Regions from separate parts of the Drosophila melanogaster genome. Here all the other regions are linked to region 1. Evidence: chromatin contacts called from public Hi-C data. All regions are on one chromosome and are shown on one strand. The core of a region is the stretch at or near the end of the contact, and the rest is flanking DNA. Distances in the headings are between cores, read along the strand shown.

The links. Hi-C and Micro-C count contacts between places; a contact is called where the count stands out from the background.
Region 2: a contact with region 1 is called in a Hi-C map of the Kc167 cell line, with 4 times the contacts expected there. A contact is called at or near these places in 13 of 107 Hi-C or Micro-C datasets (the D17-c3 cell line, the Kc167 cell line, the ML-DmBG3-c2 cell line and 5 more) and 1 of 7 datasets of targeted methods (the Kc167 cell line).
Region 3: a contact with region 1 is called in a Hi-C map of the Kc167 cell line, with 2.7 times the contacts expected there. A contact is called at or near these places in 1 of 107 Hi-C or Micro-C datasets (the Kc167 cell line) and 1 of 7 datasets of targeted methods (the Kc167 cell line).

What each region holds. Positions count from the first base shown.
Region 1 is chr3L:4,133,290-4,135,817 of dm6, forward strand. It overlaps ens (ensconsin), which reads right to left and starts at 1,261. Exons shown (of 13, transcript NM_001300004.1): 1 at 1,165-1,261; 2 at 480-533. The coding sequence starts at 1,213. It overlaps RfC4 (Replication factor C subunit 4), which reads right to left. Exons shown (of 2, transcript NM_079191.3): 2 at 1,571-2,477. The coding sequence ends at 1,647.
Region 2 is chr3L:3,158,317-3,160,844 of dm6, forward strand. ND-30 (NADH dehydrogenase (ubiquinone) 30 kDa subunit) reads right to left here and starts at 1,262. Exons shown (of 3, transcript NM_139518.3): 1 at 1,093-1,262; 2 at 958-1,032; 3 at 169-899. The coding sequence starts at 1,156. The coding sequence ends at 241. BtbVII (BTB-protein-VII) reads left to right here. Exons shown (of 7, transcript NM_139517.3): 7 at 1-92. CG15812 reads left to right here and starts at 1,675. Exons shown (of 2, transcript NM_079173.5): 1 at 1,675-1,783; 2 at 1,855-2,528. The coding sequence starts at 1,781.
Region 3 is chr3L:3,392,822-3,395,349 of dm6, forward strand. It overlaps lncRNA:CR45737 (long non-coding RNA:CR45737), which reads left to right and starts at 1,267. Exons shown (of 1, transcript NR_124771.1): 1 at 1,267-1,786.

The DNA of each region.
Region 1 (2,528 bases), core at 11-2,510:
ATCTAGACAGTTTAGAAACTACAGTGATTTAAAGCGTGTCACTGGGTGAGAATAGATAAGAAGATTTTCTTATTAGAAAAACAGCTATGAAAGACTTGCAATAGACCAGTGACGGTTAAAATCGCGATAAGGCGGACTATGGGTCTTATTTGTTAGTGAGATCATGCGGCAAACATTCGGAGCATTCGTTTTGGAGGCGGAACAGAACGGGGCGTGGCTGTGGAAGACTTTGGAGCAGCCTGAATGGAATGCCAACTACCTTGAGAGTCGTCTTCACTGGCGGAGATTTGACCGCCCACCTGGGCGAACCAATGCAAGGTTGCGCCGGCGCTGCAGCCCGAGATCTTGGCAGGTGCGAATGCGTGGGCTGTGGTTCGAGTTATAGGTGATGTTAAAGCGATTACATATAGTGCGTATGTGTGATATACATTGGTGCCGATTTTATGTAACTCGCAAGATAATCCGCATAGAAGGCTTACCTTTTCGCTCGGCGCTGCCCTCGCGACTTTCGGGTCGCTTGGCTGTGTTTTCCACTGCAAAAGAAGTACGAGAAAAATGGACGATTGAGTTTCGCTGCGATTTTCCGGAGTTTTACACGGACTTTTGGCTTTCGTGTGTGGGGAAAATCAATTGCCGTTGCGTTTTGGCAAAAAGGAAAGGTGACAAGAAGGCGAAAGAGCGAGGAAGGAGGGGGACACAAAAACACACACACACACGCACGAACACAAGCGCACGGCAGCAGCTGCGATGACGAAGCGAGAGAGACAGTGAGAAGTACGAGAAAATAATGTATGTTTCCCTCTCTCTTGTTCCAACGACTTTTCCGACTGGAACTTATTTATAAACTCAAAACTCCGGTTCGGAATCGGGGAACTCGAAATACATATATCCCCCATTTCTAGGGGGCAGACACTTTTGGCTTCTCGGCTTTTCTCTTCTTTTCTTTTCTGTGCCTCTCGCCTCGCTGTTTTTTTTCTTCGTTTTTCTCTCTTCACTCCGTTTTTGCTTTTTGGCCGTGGTGTGAGTGCCGTTTTGCTGCGCAGTCGACCAGCACTTTTTGGCCACTGAAAACGCCCCGAAAACGCGTAGATCCTGGCCGATTTTCGACGCGGGGGCATTCGTCCTTCGATTTCGCACTCTCAGCGGGTTGTTTTCAATGCGTACCTTCTGGATTAGTCGAAATATTTCCGTGTTGGCCCCCAAGACTCGCCATATTTCACTTTACTTTAGCGCTGCAAACAGTGTGGCCAGCTCTGTAGTGCTGCGATAATCTACTTAATGCGACCGTACTGTTGTATAGTGGTGTGCTCTACGAAAATACTAGAAATGTTAACTAACGTATTGGTTTTTATGTATAAAAACTAACTCCGGTTTTATGTATAAAAACTAATGATCATTCGGTCCTATAAATACATTATCTAATGTTGTATGATAATTTCAGCTTCCGATACCAAGGGCGCAATAATTAACACTCCATTAGGGACGATATGCTCTAAGTGCGCTGACATAGAAATTAACATTAATCTGTTAACTAACGGTGCCCAGTTTAAAATTTAGGTACACTTGTATTCAATACTGAAAAGGACTTATTTATCTCCAATTTTATTTATCTCTGAGATTTCTTTAACCTATAGTTCATATTAAATCTAATGCTTCTCGGCGGCAATGCAGAGTTTGGCCAGAAGGGCGGTGAGCTGCAGCAGCGAGTTGATACCATCGATAATCTTCATGTGGGTGATTCCGATCTCACGGATAAAGTCCAGCTTCAAATGCTCATCGATGTTGATGCGCTTGCAGACACGGAATATGTTCGCAATGATGTCCTCCGGCGAGTATCCCAGCTTCCACAGCTTGGCCAGGATTTTGTAGGCCTTGTGTATGTCGTTAGCAGCGCAATGGTGGATCATCTCCTCTAGGAGCTTTGGGTGCGGCTCGTCGCAGACCTTAAAGACGTTCTCAGCGGTGATGTCGCCAAATCCCTGAGCGGTGGACTGCAGGTTGTTCAGTCCCTGTCGCATATCACCTTGGGCAGTGAATACGATGGCCTCAAGTCCGTCCTCCGTGTAGTTAAGCTTCTCCCACTTGGCCACCTCGATGAGCTTGGCCAGAACTTGCGCATCGGACAGCTTGGTGAATCGTAGCATGGCGCAGCGGGACTGGATAGGCTCTATGATCTTCTCGCTGGTGTTGCAGGCCAGGGCAAAACGAGTGGTGCTGCTGTAGATCTCCATGGTCCGGCGCAGTGCCTGCTGGGCACCCTCCGTCATGCTGTCCGCCTCGTCCAGAATCACAATCTTGTGCCTGCCCCGCGGCAGTGTCACCTTCTGCTGAGCAAACATCTTGATCTTGTTGCGGACCACATCGATTCCTCGTTCATTGGAGGCATTCAGCTCGAGGACAGCCTCCTTGTAGCTGTCTCCCAGGAGAATCCTGGCCAGACACTGGATGGTGGTTGTCTTGCCCACGCCAGGAGGACCCTATAGATCACAATTAGTGGCGCCAAACTAATTTTACTCCTCACAAACTCA
Region 2 (2,528 bases), core at 12-2,511, 970 kb before region 1:
CTAGATCCGGCGAATTCGTTTAATTCTCAGTGTAAACTACCATGTATGTAAACAATACGGAAATCAATAAATACTTGTGACCCTCTGGTTTGATACGAATTGCGTTTTCATGTGGAAGTAGTTTAGGAACGAGCCAAGAAAGCTAAATAGCTAAGTAGACCGTCGTTTCCATTATGTTTAAACATCTCATAGTGATCACGTTTTATTGATCTAATTACCATTTAACAAACCGACTTCGGATTACTTCTTGGCTGGAGCCTGTGGCGGAACTACCTCGGCGGGGGGATTAGCGTTGCGGAAGTTGGGGAACTGTTCCCAAGGCGCCGACAAGTCAAACTTCCTGAACTCCTGGGCCAACTCCAAGGGCTCGCAGACGACTCGCTTCTTCTCATCATCGTAGCGCAGCTCTACGTAGCCGGACAGCGGGAAGTCGCGGCGCTGGGGATGTCCCTCAAAACCGTAATCGGTCAGGATGCGGCGCAAGTCGGGATGGTTGGCAAAGAACACGCCGTACATGTCCCAGATCTCACGTTCGTACCAGTTGGCCGCCTTATGCACCTCGCAGGCGGAGTCCAGAGGAGTCAGCTCATCGGTGTAGGTCTTAACGCGGATGCGCGAATTGTAGCGCAGCGAGAGCAAATTGTAGACCACCTCGAATCGGTTCTTGCGACAGGGCACATCCACGCCGGCAATGTCAACCAGGTTGGTAAACTGCGCCTGATGATGATCCTTAAGGAACTGCAGCACGGGCACCACGCCCTCTGGCGCAATAAGCACCTCCAGCTCATCGCCGGCGGTCAGCTGCACCTTCTGCACGTACTTGGGCAGGCACTCGGCCACATAGCGCCCGAAATCGGAGAGATGCGAGCGAGCGACTGCGTCCGGCTGGCGGACAGTGGCTGTGGGTGGAATGTCTTACATGTAATTGACACCGCGATAAAGTCGACTTTTACCTACGCTTATCCGCCTTCTTAGGCTCCACTGGCGTTGTACTGGCCATCCGAAGAGCAGTGGATCCAGCAGCGGGCACCACTGATTGTTGAAGGGTTAGAATAGATCAGTTGAAGCTCTAGAGGCAAGGCATTTACCAACCATGTTTGGCCGACAGAGCGGCGACTGCGGCACGGGCACCCAGATTCCTGATTAAGGCCGCCATTCTACAAACTGTTCAATATAAATTCAACAATTTGCTCCGTTTTTGACAATTTATGTAATGCTAAAATGTCAATATAGTTGTTGGAGCCTAGGGTTGTCAGTGCGCCAAATTAATCTACTCGACAGCCCTACTTCGGTATTTTGACAATTTCGGTACAACACAAATACCGCACATACATTATTGTATTTCGTGTACGTTAACACCGAATTATTCTTCATTAAAAACCTCAACATTTTTTTGGAATATTTGCTTAAATGATTTATATAAAAAATAAATATACCCTACTACTTGATTTATTATTTAATTAAAAATACCAACACGTTCCTTGAAGTACAGCAGATGGAAAACATTTACAATTATTCTTCATTACCAACCACAAAACTTTTCTAGAATATTTGGTTAAATGATTTTTAAAAAAAAGAAATGTACCCTACTACTTCATTTATTATTTCATTAAAAATACCAACACGTTCCTTGAAGTACATCTCATGGAAAACATACCGAAATACCGAGATCTTAGGTGCATTCGACTACCCTGGCTGAAAACTGTGACAACGCGTTGCGTTTGGAATTGCGAGAATTGAAAACTTCTTGGAAATCAATTGGAAATCAAAACACAACAAGATGGTAAGTGAAACGCGTCCTCCCAAATCCCCGGGATAAGTGAAATTTAAATCTACAATCGTCGCCGTTTGCAGAATCATCTTAAGTGGATGGGCCACTCATCCACGATAATGGACATCCAGCGCTCGCTGCGTAATGATAATCAGCACTGCGAGGTGGTGCTGGCCTCCAGGGACGGCGTTCGAGTGCGCGCCCATCTATTCGTGCTAAGCACTTGCAGCGAACTGATGCGCAACCTCCTGGTGGACGTTCCGCGCGGCCAGGAGGCAACCATAATGCTGCCCGACATCCGCGGAGATTTGCTGGAGTGCATGCTGTCCTTCATTTACATGGGCGAGACTAGCCTGCCCTCCGCGTCGCTCCCCGAGTTCCTGGAGGCCATTAACCTCCTCGGCATCAAATCTGCCATCAGCTTTGAGTGCAATCCATCGGCTAGTCCACCCAGTGTCGATGTAGAGAACCATTCGTTAGCCGTGGAGTCGGCCAAGTCCATTACAGGACTCCAAATCGCTGAGGCCGAGCTGCTGGACGACGAGGAAGAGCCACATCCGATGGTCTCCGTCCCAGCCACTACACTCGCGGGTTCTCAACACCAGCCCAGCCATTCCAGTCGGTCATTGGAGTACATTGATGTCTACGAGCCGCCGAAGATCACCTACTCCATCGAGCACATGGACGGAAGTTCCAGCGGCAACCAATTTATACTCACCGAGAACACGGGCACTTTCACCATAACGCAGTCAGCATC
Region 3 (2,528 bases), core at 17-2,516, 740 kb before region 1:
ATCTCTGGTTCTTCAGCTGGTTCCGATCTTGGGGGGGCCCTTAGTCTCCTCGGTCTGCTCCATATGCGAATTGTGTCGTGAGACTCGCTGCAACTTTGACCCCCTTCAGTGGGCAAGTGATTCAATGTTGCACGCATCGTTTGGCTACGGGTGAATAGCTCTAGAACCCTTGGGAAAATCAGAGGAACTACGACTGACACTTGGGGGACACTCCCCCTTATTTAAAATAAACATCAAGGTAGTGGTAAAGCTTGTTCTAATCAGCTTACAAAGCCATTATTTGAATGCAATATTTAAAATAATGGTTGTGTTTTTAAAAAATGAGAGTTTTGCAGCTGCATTAGTTTCTGTTTCTTTTCAATGTGCCCGCCTCAGTTGCCCTGCTCCAAATGGCCATCGCCGTAGAAGTCGCCACACTTGCCCCCAAATCTAGTTGCAGTTTGCATGTTTGCCGGCACTTTCGATCCAATAGAGCTCCCCTCTTCCCCAATTTGCCCGCCTTGGAAACTTATGCACATCTTGTCGGCACATAAATTCTCATTACAAGTGGAAACGATGACGATGACAACGACTTGGCCTATGGCACTGAACTTTTGTGCTTAATTTTTTCGATATGCAATAAATTGAGAATGCCCAATGGGGATGGTTGGGGATAGCCAGTGGATGTCGATCGCGGATGGGAGATTCCTTGGGTTGACCCTTGTACCTCTAGGTATAAGTTAGGTGAGTTCTTTCGATGTCACTATCAGATGAGGCAATATATTACCATCTTTGCTATTTGATCGAAGGCATTAATAATACAATTAAATTGTATAGACTTTCGGATTGCAGATCCATGTGGGAGGTCAAAAGACATGTTGACCACGCTAGTCCAACAACCTCAACTAATATTCTGTTTCTAAGCCGTTGTGCCCCCTCTGCAAATATATATTCAATCAACTGGTGCTGCATTTATTACAGACGAGTTTTAAACCTGTGCACACACACAATTTCCAAGGGCCGTGGATATATGTTAGTTAAACAGGATGGAGAAGGAAGTCCAAGCAGCATCACTACTCTGCTGGCCGGATGAGCATTAATTGCGTTGATTGTCATCGCTGCTTGCTGCTTGTTGATGTTGCTGCTGTTGCTGATGTTGCTGCTGATGCTGATGCTGATGTTGCTGTTGCTGTTGTCGCTCTGCGTGCAATTGTTGCAAAAAGCTGCGGGCTGCGAATTGCAGTCGGTTCATTGGACTGGCGCAGTCAGCTTGCAACTTGCAACGTCAGTCGCATGCGCCGATGTCTAGGTAAAAGTTCTATGTTGCTGTTGCTGTGGCTTTTGCTGTTGTTGGTGTTGTTGTTGTTGATGTTGTTGTTTTGCTTTTTAGACACAATTTCCGGGTCATTGACTTGAAGCATTTCTTCATTGAATTGCGTATGTGACTGCAACTGTGTGGGTTAGTCCCGCGTTCTCAGTGTGAGTGTATATATGTGCAGCAACACGATCAATAAACGAGACAAGCAGCAACAACAACACCAGCAAGCACTACACCAATAACAACAACGACAACAACAGTAAAGAACACCAACAACATTGACAACCACACCAACAACAATCACAACAAACACTACACCAACAATAGCAACAACACCAATATCAACAACAACAGAAACAACAACAGAAACAACAACAACATACACGCACAACGACGACGGCGAGTTAGAAGAAATACGATAAAAAAAACAGAGACGAAGCAAGCGAAGAACTTTTATATTACCAAAGAGTGCTTTCAGAAAGTGCACTGAAAAAAAATCTATTTTAGATCAGAAGGATTAGTGCAATATTTGTAAAACCGTAATAGATCGATAATACAAAACCTTTATTGAATAAAAAAATTGACTACTTTATGATTATGCAAACTTATATCCAAACAAATCTCATTTTCTCTCTCTGTAGAAAGGGGGGAAGTGTTGAAGAAAGGGGCGGTACGGTGGGTGCTGAAGGGGTGTTGTTGTTCTGTTTACGACTTTGCCTCGATTTTTGTTGGAGGACGAATGCGTGTGCAGTGCAAGAGCAGAAAAACACAACAACCAACAACCCAGTGGAGGAACAACACAAGCAAAAACAACTGCACAACGTGCACAGTTAAAGAAAAAGGCCAAAGAATATGGTGGCACGAAAGGACGACTATCAGAATACTCATGTTTCATATTTTTAAAATTCCTTTTTGTGTTAAATGCATTTTCCATCAAATAGCTTCTCTTAATTTCTAGTAAACTTAATGTGTGAGCTTTTTGATCTGGCACAAACACCGTGTCAAAAGTATATACCCAATGACCCTTTCTGCCGGTTTTTCTAGGGTATGCAAACAACAACAACAAACACAGAGGCAACGAACGCAGATAAAACCATGCAACCGGCAAGGTAACAGCCCCAGAAGCGAACGAAAACCTCCGCTAGCCACCTGCCCCTGCCCCGCCCCACGCCTTTTCCCCGCCCCCTGATCACCACCACTTTGCTCCCCCCTCCCGTCAAGCAGGTAACCT